Regions from separate parts of the Sus scrofa genome. Here region 1 is linked to region 2. A link is a contact called in public HiChIP or PLAC-seq data. All regions are on one chromosome and are shown on one strand. Each heading gives the region's core, a stretch centred on a gene start, on an enhancer-like site or on the middle of the called end of the contact. The rest is flanking DNA. Distances are from core to core; before and after follow the strand shown.

What was found. HiChIP or PLAC-seq counts read pairs in DNA pulled down with a chosen protein or histone mark.
Region 1: a contact with region 2 is called in an H3K27ac HiChIP or PLAC-seq map of alveolar macrophages. The contact joins two enhancer-like sites. A contact is called at or near these places in 2 of 2 datasets of contacts at active chromatin or transcription factors (alveolar macrophages and skeletal muscle).

The regions. Positions count from the first base shown.
Region 1 is chr13:179,858,358-179,864,022 of Sscrofa11.1, forward strand. The region is part of intron 2 of NRIP1 (nuclear receptor-interacting protein 1); the gene reads right to left. Among named protein-coding and RNA genes, the nearest start is that of NRIP1, 55 kb to the right of the region's middle. Within about 2 kb of position 3,629, at least 18 of the 83 cell types and tissues checked have an H3K27ac peak or open chromatin away from gene starts, as enhancers often do. A contact at or near this core is called in alveolar macrophages, where this site is marked.
Region 2 is chr13:179,726,873-179,732,599 of Sscrofa11.1, forward strand. No RefSeq gene overlaps it. Among named protein-coding and RNA genes, the nearest start is that of NRIP1, 190 kb to the right of the region's middle. Within about 2 kb of position 1,594, at least 1 of the 83 cell types and tissues checked has an H3K27ac peak or open chromatin away from gene starts, as enhancers often do. A contact at or near this core is called in alveolar macrophages, where this site is marked.

The DNA of each region.
Region 1 (5,665 bases), core at 2,379-4,878, 130 kb after region 2:
TCTGAGGAGGAACAATTGAGGGGGCAGTCAGTCACCTGAGCCACTAGGACTGCCAACAATTCTGCAAACACGGTTCCTAGTCTGGTTCTGAAACACTGAATTCCCCTTCCTTCAACACCTAGAATGCTTTCAGAAGAGAAGCAGATGCTAAAAATTACTACCAGGAGAACCCTTGAAACTGTTAACAGAGGGGAGGGACAACAAAGGGTGCATGTAGAGGGGAAGGGAGACTGACTGAGTGTTCTTTATTCATTTGACTAACAAGTATTTATTGAGCAGATACTAGGTGCCAGAAGAAGTGTTAAGCATTGTGGATATTTTGGTAAACAAAGAATGCAGCTTCTGTCTGTAAAAAACAATCTCCTACTCCATCAAAAAGAACAACAACCCCCACGACAAGAAAACATCAATTTCCTCTACTTGGTATTCCCTCCATTATCTTCCCAATCTGAGTTGCTTGAATATTAAATACATGTATTTCATGCCTTTCTTCTGTAGGGGTAAAAACAAAGTTTTCAACATTTCTAAGGTAATTACAAAGTTAAAAACTAAAATTAGACCTAGAAAGAGTTTAGAATGTGTTTTATTCGGGAAAATAAAATATTCTGCTTCTTAGTTCTAAGGTTTATTTTCCTCTACATTTTCTCAATGAACCCTTTTTCAAAAAAAAAAACAAAAAACCTTTCACAAAACAAAGTGTATAAGAATACAATACTAATAATTTTGATGGCTGTTATCCAACTGAAAACATATTTAATAGCCGTAATTTTGCCACTCAGTTAAAAAGTTATTTCAAAACGTCTCTTTTCCTTAATAAATAACAGGACTGTGAAGAATTAATTTTAATCAATGTTTTATGCTAGAATCTAGTATTTGCTATTTAACAAATAATTTAAAATGCTTCTCTATTCCCACATTTCTGGGAATAAATGGAGACCAACATCCACAGCCTCTGATTACACAAACCTTCAGTATCAGAGTGTTTTTACAATGTATAATTAGCAAATATAGAACAACTATTCACATATTTAAAGGGAAGTGAAATGCAATCTAAAAAATGTAAAGCTACTTACTAATTGTAAGAACATAAAAGTAAACAACAGAAAAACCACCTTAATTCCATCAGTGAACTAGTTTGCTTCCTCGCTCTCCTAAAGCGAGCACTATGATTATAACGGAAAGATCAGGACAGGGCCAGAGGAGGCAAAGGGCAGTTGCAGTTCACATGTGGCAAGAATCTTAGACAAGAGGAACTTGTCCTCTCCCCCCACAGTACAGATTTTCACATAATGTAAAGAGTGCAGCTCCGGCAATAGCTCAAGAATGCCTGAGAATGGCAAGGGATCAAATCCCAGCTATTTCCGTCATTTTGTGAAATACTAAAACATTCATTCAACTCATATTAAGCAATCTCAAATTTTAAACGATAAGTGTCTACCTGAAAAACAGTCACAGAATTAATATACATTTTAAAAGACTGGAAGAAACCTTGCAGTTTCCTTTCCCACAGCAGAATCAAGCAGTGCAATGTCTATACAAATGAAATGGGTAAAAGAATAAAGTAAATATATTTCTTAATTTCCTTAACACGGTTTCAGGTGGTATGGTGGCTACCTCTTTTTTATTTTTAATGAAAATCTCCGTCCGACTCTTTGCATCATGTTATGTAGGTCCTTTAACAATATGTACTGGAAAATAATTAAAAATCATCTCTTAAACTAATTAGGTCCATAACCACCTCCCTGACTTCTCCCATTTATCTTGTGTTGAAAATCCTCCAATATTAGCTTGAATTTCATCTCTGCCTTACACGTTGCAAGCAGTGAAACAGATTAGTGCCTCAGAACACTTTATAGGGTTTCGTTATCAATCAGGTTATGTTCCCAGTGACGCTTTCAGCAAAATTATTTTATTGGAATGAACTCTCATGGGCTGAAGTAAACAAAGCTGTAGCCCACTGTTCTTGCATACTTTCCATTCATTTATTTCCTTTTTTTTGTTTGTTTGTTTTTACTTAGACTTATAGCACGTGTCATAGAAAGAGCGCGAGTTAAATATTCCTGGAGTGTCACAATATGTAATACAATAAAACAGATTACAACCCTACCTTTCTCTCACAGCAGTGGTGCCAAGCACAGGTACAACGGAGCAATCAATTTGTTCTGCAGACAGTAAGGCTTTCATGGAATACTAATGTAAAATCTCTTTTCTCTCTCCTCTGCCTTGACTCCCCAATGCCCAGGTCCCGACCAATTCAAGGAGGGGGCGGTGTGTCTTCTGCTGAGATAACCACAACTACTAATCAAGTCTACGTGTACAAGGACACAGGATTAAACCTCTACCAAGCTTGAGTTAGGGGTTTGAGAGCAGCTAAACACATGCACAGCACAGGCAAAATTAAACACACACACACACACACTCATACGCATGCACAAGCCATGAAAATACAGATGTATCTACTTCAGTGAACTAATTCATCACACTTTTTCCACTGATAGTTTTCTATCTCAGGGGCATAAAATTTTCTCCTGTTGAACTAAGGGCTTAGATCTCTAACAGTACTCAACAACAATTAATTTTCTCCAGAAAATGAGAATCATGATCATTATTCTTTGCATTAAACTGTTCACTGTTCTTAAAAAGAGGCATTTTTCTAAACTGGACTATTCAGTACCGTGTACATGGGCTACTCTTTCAAGTGTTCATATAGGGTTAATAGACTCAGCAAGGATTCTTAAGATTTTGCACTTAAAAAGGGTACTATACTAGCTCACAACCACTTCTCCAAGAAAAGCATGTGTACTCCTAATAACAAAAAGCTATCTGAAAGATTTTCATTTATCTTTTATTTTTACATTAAATACAATCCCAAGGCATTTAGAAAATATTTTCAGGTCTCAAAAATTATTTAAAAGACGTCTTGAGCACTTTATAATAATTATGATAGCATGGTGGTATTTTTGAGCTCGTAAATCCAGAGTTTGAGGTTCCTTTCAATTAAGCATTTTCACTTAGCTTATTATTTTTTTTTCAAAATATGACAAGGTATGCCAATCATTGAATAGGGTGATGACAGAAATTGTTAAATATTTTTTAACAACATACATTACCTCATTTTAATCTGCCTGCCTTAATTTTCAAGTAACTCCTGAAAAGTACTGACAGCCAAGAGACTGTAAACTAAACAATAATTACAAGCAAAATACTCTAGATGGCTGGAAAAACTTAGGAGGAGGCTTTCTAAACCAGCTCTATTTTCATGTCAACAATTGCTTTTAACCCTGCTAAAATACCTGTGTCTTATTCTGCACTCTTCCTTTTTCTTAAAAAAAAAAAAAAAAAAAATCAGCAGAACAATTAAGAAATACTAGGCCTTCCATGAAGTATTGCAATAATGTTTAACCAATACTGATGCATTTGTCCTTGACACACTGACCGTGTCATCAGGCTACTGTCATGTGATATCATGTCATTTCCCCACCTGGCTAGTGACCTTGTCCTCTAAATGACCTAAAGCTTCCCTCAAGTAGCAGGAGGCCCCTCCCCGCTGTCTCAGCAAGGTCGAATGGGTCAGCGTGTCCTCATCTATAATCCACCACCATTTGTCAGCAGGGAGGCTGGAGGAGGCAGGCTTGCTACAAGGGGAGAATGCCCAATTAGGCAGCTGTCACACAAAGCATAGGCTGCAAAATTATCCCCTGTCAAAAGAAAGAGCAGCTGCGGGTGCCAATTACAGCAACCTTTCAACCCTTTAGGTACTGGAAACTACACAGAAGTAAATGAAGAACAATTAGTGATAACAAATCGATGAATTAGGACAGTAAATTAGAAATTACTAGCAGGTGAGCGTGGGTCATACATGACATAAGGGCACAGCAGACTCCAGGCAAGGGCAGGGCTGCACAGAATCACACTACCCAGTTCCTCGCATAGAGATTTCCCCTCCAGAATTTTCTTTTTGCAAACCTAAAATCCTTTACAACAGCCATAACCTAAAAGTGTGCATACCTTTTTACTCTTCCTGGAAGACTCAAATACATTGTGTCTAGTTGGAGGAAAATCATCCAGAATATATCTAGTTAACTCTAAATTGTTTTTCTTATACAATCCATCACATTGTATCCCTTCAAACTTAGTCAACTTGTGGCCCACAAAGTCCAAGATACCAATTCAAATAATCACACTTAAAATATTATGCCCATCTTCCTAAAGCATGTGCCCTGGTTCTACTTTAGTCACACTTATAGGAAAATATCTTCATTAAGAAGGCAACAACCGAGTTCTGAGAAAACTTACATTAGTATCATAAAGCTGAAGTTTTATGACGTTATTTTATATATAAACAACTTCAAGATGTGCTTCTCTACATGATATACACAAAAAAGCATAAAGTATAAAGTTACTCTCAGATTATTCTGCTCTAATGCTAAAGAGGTGATAGGCATCAAGTCTCAAGCTTAGAAAACCAATTCACTTGGACTCTATATCCTTCTGACTACTGTCTGGTACTTAGCACTCACAGGAAACAAAGGAGAAACAAAACAAAGAAACAAGGCCCACGAAGGAGGAGTCCAATATGGCTATTGAGTGCAACGGACAAGGTTTCATTGCGCCTTGAAAAGGTCATGCATGTTCACAAGCAACTTTCTTAAAGTCCATTTTAAACTGAAATTACTTTTTGTCCCCTAAGGAAAAACACATGTGTCTTTTCACACCAATTCTTTGAAAGCTGTGAAACATGAATGCTATGCGCTATATTTTCTAAAGACTCAGGGTAAACTGATTTACTAAAATTCCAAATCACAAATGGGTCAAAGTGAGGAATAAAAGGTGAGATAATAAAGAAGCATTTTATTCATCCCTCTCCAACATATTATAAATACATCACAGCTGCCAGCAGAAAAAGTTTGTAATTCCTAGTTCCTAAATTGAGTCATTTGATAAAAATTCCAGGAGACAAATGTCGTGGGGAGGAAACTTCTCCACTTAAAGTTTATCCGAGAATTTGATTTATAAGTCATGTTTCACCCTTTAAAAAAAATGGTCATTTATAAATTTTCTTAAGTTTAGAATGCAACCTTCTAAAGCCAGACATAAGAAATTCAAAGTGAGGGCAAGTGGACAGGAACGAAGGAGTTAATTCCTTTAGAATTCAGCTTCCATCATACATGGGTGACTATCTCTTTAAATAATTTAAATCCTCTCCATCAACTACAAAGCTGTTTTGAAGCCATTTAGCTTTGTTCTTTACATGTGTTCTAATTAAGAAATGACCTTGTCATCACACACATCAGAAATCCAGGATTATTTCCTACAGCAAAAATTTTGAGCCCCCAAAAAAAGAAAAAGAGGGGAAAAAAAAAGACTTCTTCCTCAGTTCCTCACTAAAGGAAGTTGTTGGTTGGCTGAACGCTGAAGCAGTTTCACCACATAATTTTTTGTTGTTGTTGAATGTCACAGGGCGGGTTAGTGTGACCTTGAGCTGCATCAGCAGCACAGCAAGGGTCGAGATGCCTGCAGGCGCCCTTGTACTGGATTTGCAAGACAAAAACCTTCAAACTGGCTGAAGGACATCTTAAATCTCTTCAAAGGTTTTCCGAACTAATCTGGGCTGCTCTTAGCAGGATCTGTGCCAGTGTGAGAAGCAAAATTAAAAACAAGGTCT
Region 2 (5,727 bases), core at 344-2,843:
CCTCTATGGTCTTCCTAAAGACTAAATCCCTTTCTTCTACCTGATCCACAGCTTGCTCATATCTCTATTCTGTGGTTATTTGCTCCCTCTTTAATTATTTGAAGATAGGAGTTATGCAGTTTTCATCTGCGCATCTTTATTTCTGGCATATAACAATCATAGGTTATTATCAGTTGACTGGTTATCATTTACAAAGTGTTTGATATATATTATCTTTAATTTTCACAAAGATCCTTAAGTGTAGACTATTATCATGCTAATAAGTGACAAAACTAAGGGTCAGAGGGCCACCTCTGCCCAACTGGATACATTTGGTAAGTTGTTAAGCCAAGGTTAATACTTAGATGTCAGTCAGTCTCCAAAGCTTATGTCCTTATAAATGAATTACAGTATTTTCTTAATGGGTCCTGAAGAAATTTCGAAAGAATAAATGGAGGAATTAATATGTGAATGGTTGAATGTATGATCTTCTGGAGTTAAAGCGATAAAAATTTAGGACAAGTCTCATACTTATCAGCTTCCTTTCTTATATGAGACATTGTCTAAACCCACAAAACTTCATTTGCAGTCTTGCTGCGTATACCCTAATCATCTGTCCTGATCTGCTTGTATCTTGAACTGTAACTACTGCATAAAAAATCAGGATTTTTTTTTTAATGAGTGCCTTCCTATCATAAGATTTCACTTGATAAAAATTATATAATGGTAGCTGAGCATTACATTTATCTGCAGATTAAAAAGCTTTTTTTGTCCAGACAGGAAAAAAACCAAATAAATAAAATGTGGTTATTTCTATAATTCATCTTTAGAAATATACTCTTACTCATTAGAGATAATGTACGTATTTTGTTATAATTCCTTCAGGTGAAGTTATACAATAAGTAGAGTGTAATATAAAAATACCCAAATAGGAAAATCTTATTTTGCAGTTATTCGATGTTTACCTTGTCTGGAAAATCTAGAAACCAGAAACTTGAGAATAAGACATAATTATCAGTTTTATGCATTTTGTACATATCTTTCATAAGCAAGTTCTGCAATTTGGTTTTTTTATTATTTTAAATTTTCTATTATAGTTGATTTACAATGTTCTATCAATGTATGCTGACAGCAAAGTGACCCAGTTATACATAAATGTACATTCTTTTTTCACATTATCCTCCATCATGTTTTTTAATTATCAGTTATTTATTGAGCATCTATTCTGTGTTCAGCCCTATACGCCAAAGAAGATTTAAGACAAAATAAGTCTTAAATAAGACAAATTAAGACAAAATAAGATTTAAGCAAAATAAGTCACACCACTTGCCCTAAGGACACAACACAGTTAAAAAAAAAAAAAATCCCAAGCCCTTGGACAGAGTCTGAGAGTGGACAATATGCTAAGAATTCAGGGCAGGTAGAGATACCTATGACCTGAGGTGACCATAATTGATAGAGAAATGTGTAAGAAAGTGACTTAGAGTATTTTCTCCAAAGAGAGTAGATGTTGCTAAAAACCAACTTGGATAAAGCCCCAGAATCACATGTGTTCACTGGGATGCACAGAAGAGTTGCTATTTCTGATTTCTCTGACTCCTGGGAACCCCTTCCCATGATTCAGAGAGGGTTGATTATGAAACAAATATACTCATAGTTCAAGGTCACAGGGCAAGCATGATCATCACTATAAGGGGAATTCCTTGAGAAAAAGCCACAGTTCAATCTCTCCATGACAGAACCAGCAGAGCTCTGTGTGCTTGAGACTCTTTTTAATTCCAACTATCTGAGCCACAATCAATAGCGGGAGCACAAGGGGCTTGTGGCTGGACTGGTTTATGTGACAGGTCACACATTAGATACCTAATTGATGTGGCTTCTTGGGATGTTGCGATGCCATTGACACATGCCACTTCCTGTTACTACTAGGCTTAATGGTTCATCTTTTGATTTCTGCCTCACTCCCAGCACAACAATTTTTATAGTTTATAACCTTATAAAGTTGAGACTAGTTGAACCTGCTAAGTAGCTCATTTAAGATCCTCAAACCCCCATGTTAATGAACAATGATGTTCTGCTATTAGCTTCCAGTAGCTTCTTCATTACTCAGTATATACTAGGTTATTCTGTAGTAACACATAAACCCCTAAATCCAAGGATATGGTAAGTTACGTGTCCCCAATGATATCCATATTCTAATCCCCAGAACCTGTAAATGTGGCCTTGTATGCAAAAGAGATTTTGCAGATTGAGTTAAAATTTTTGAGATAGTGAAATTACACAGGATTATCTGGATGGGACTAATGTATTCACAAGGGTTCCTTAAAATAAGTGAAGGCAGGAGGCTCAGAGTCAAAGAAGAGAATGGGAAGATGGAAACAGAAAAGAGAGAGATAAAAAGAGAGAGAGAGACAGACAGAAACAGAGACGGATTTGAAGATGCCATGCTGATAACTTTGAAGATGAAGGACCCACAAGGCAAGGAATGTAGGCACCTTCTAGAATCTCGAAAAGACAAGGACACATATTTTCCCCAAAAGCCTCTAGTAGGAATGCAGCCTTGACAAAACTGTGATTTTAGGACTGCTGACCTCTGGAAGTGTAAGATAATAAATTTGTATTGCTTTAAGACACTTAGTTTGAGGTAATTTGTTATCGATGCAATAGAAAAGTCAGACAAAGGGTCTTAATATTTTTAAAAAGTTATCAGTTCAGGCACCCTGCACATCCTTCAATGGGTAGTGCAGGGGCTTTTGTTTATTTCCTCAGTCAAGGATTCAGGTTGCTGGAGACTTCACCATTTGAAAGTCATCAGTTGCCTCAGCAAGGGGGAAGAGAGTGAAAATTTCAGACCCATTCTTTTACACTTTGGTCTAGAAAGTAACACATGGCACTTCTGTTTATGTTCCTTTGGCCAGAAAAACATATGATCCTACCTAACTGAAAATTAGTTGGGAAATGTAACCTTTCATGAGCCTGGAGGGAAAGAATTGGTCACTGCTGGGCACTAGGAAAGTCTGCCTCTGCCTTACATGAGGGAGTTGATGAAAATCCTGGTCAATAACAGTGAAGAGAAATTTTTCTGACCTGAGCCAATCTAGAGTCTACTCTTTCCTAGTTCAGAGTCTGCTCTTCTGTGACAGTTTGTGTTGGGATAACCAGCACCTTATATCATCAGAACCTGTATTGCTAATTACAGAGAATTCCCAATATCTGAAATTGTTCACATGTCGATGTTACATTAAAAAAAAAAACTTTATTAACTCTCTGTAGCTCTAGCTATTGCAAAGCTATGCACAACTGAGAATCTGAGAAATTTATTTCTCCATATTGTATGAAATACCAGCTGCAAGGGCAAATCGTGCTGGGCATGGCACCTATTTATTAGTGGTACTTTCTGTATATGTATTTGACCTACGTTGGAGCAAAGCAATAAAATATAACCCATTCTTTCCTTTCATAGAAGAGAACAACTCACAGGTAGAATGAATCCTGAAAACAGAACCCTCGTGCAATACTGAACACCTCACATTTTCACTGATGCCGCTAGAGTTCTCTAGAACTGAATGCTTAATTACTTCATGCAAATTTTAGGTATATTATGTTCTTAATTGGTTGTGATATTAAATACGCATGATTAAGTGTCATATATAAGAAAAACCATACACACACACACACACACACACACACACACACACATGAAAGGGAGGCAACATAAGACAGTAACAGCTGGGTCACTCTATGATCAGCATTCTTCTAAGAAGCCTCTTAATAATCCCTCCCTTTTGTATAATTTCACATCTTTGTGTGAACTCCTCTCATTAAGTGTGGACTGGACCTAGTGACTTGCTTCCTGTGAGCAGAATATAGCAAAAGTGATGGGATATCATTTGAATGATTAGATTACAACAGCCTGGCTTTCCTCCCACTCTGCAGATTCTCTCTCTGGCTGGCTTTGGTGAAGCAAGCTCCCCTGTTGAATGATTAGATTACAACAGCCTGGCTTTCCTCCCACTCTGCAGATTCTCTCTCTGGCTGGCTTTGGTGAAGCAAGCTCCCCTGTTGAAGAGGACCATTTCTCAAGGAACAGAGGCTGGCTTCTGGCCAGTAGTTAGTGCAGAAATGAAGACCTCTGTCCAAGTCTGCAAGGAATTGAACTCTGCCAACAACCACATGATGCACCTGGGAGTTGATCCTTCCTCAGTCGAGCCTCAGGATTAGACCACAGCCACAGATGACACCATGATAGAGCCTATGCGATATGTTGAGCAGAGAGCCTAGTTAACCTGCTCATAGATTTCTCACCCACAGAAATTGTAAGATACTGGAGTCCCCATCATGGTGCAGCAGAAACGAATCCAACTAGGAACCATGAGGTTGCGGGTTCAATCCCTGGCCTCACTCAGTGGGTTAAGGAGCAGGCATTGCTGTGAGCTGTGGTGTAGGTCACAGACATGGCTCAGATCTGGTGTTGCTGTGGTTGTGGCATAGGCCGGCAGCTGTAGCTCTGATTAGACCCCTAGCATGGGAACTTCCATATGCCGTGGGTAAGACCCTAAAAAGACAAAAAGACCAAAAAAAAAGAAAAAGAAAAAAGGAAAAAAGAAATTGTAAGATACTAAGTGTGTGTTGTCTTAAGCCATTAAGTTAGATAACGTAACATGAGGCTCTTGTTTGTTGGAAGAACTCAATAATTTATAACTAGGAACAGTGACATCAATATTGTCTCGTCTGAATTTTGGTGACAGAAGAGCATAGGTCTTTAAACTTTTAGGCATATTTCTTCTTTCCTCACACTATTTTTTTCACATATTTTTCTTTGAAACCCTTTGAACTTTGTCACAGACATAAAAAATAACTTAAACTCACAGAGAGTAGGACTAGAGAAATCAACTTATTTCAGGACATAAATATAGATTTATTGTGTCCAACTAATGACACTCTAATATTGGCAGAAAGGTGCACACTCAATAAGTAAATGAAAATCAGAGTGAATTAATTCCAGTGTTATATGTTTCCAGTGCTGGTTCTTAAAGGCAAGTCAGCATCAGAAGAAATAAAAATTCATTTAGGAAATAGTAATCATCTCCTATCTCCAAGATCAAAAAAAGAAAAAAATATTGGACATAATTACTAGATCAAGGTAAATAAAATAAGATATATGTTTAATTAAAGGAAATCTTATTAAAGAAGAGGAAACCATTCCAAATCAACACTTCTTAATCCAAATACATTGCCACTGGCAAGGTATAATTCAGTAAAAAGCTCTATTTTGGATCCAAAAATTTGACTTAAAATTGAAAAGAACCTTCCTGTCCCACATGGTGACACCCTTACTTGTATTCCAGAGTAGCATTTCCTCTAGTTCCAAAGTTTAGGATTTTATTTCCAAGAGTTTTTGGGAGGTCAAGAATTAAAATAATTGTTACATTTGAAAGTTATATATGAAATTGTTATATATGAAAGACAGTAATTTGAAATGCAACTTGACATCAATTGGAAACTAGTCCAGTCTCTAGAGGACAGTTATAATGTTCTTCACAGTGCTAACCCCTTAAGCATCCAGTGCAACTTACAAATTCATCACACTATGTGAAGCTCTTCCATTGCATGAGAGAATCAATTCACATGAATGACAATTTCTGAAATACAATATATAGCTTAACCTTTACAAAAATCTTTAACTCTGAATATAATACTAATCAAGCCAATTCCAGGCAATACTTGTTTTTTGTTGCTGTTATTTTT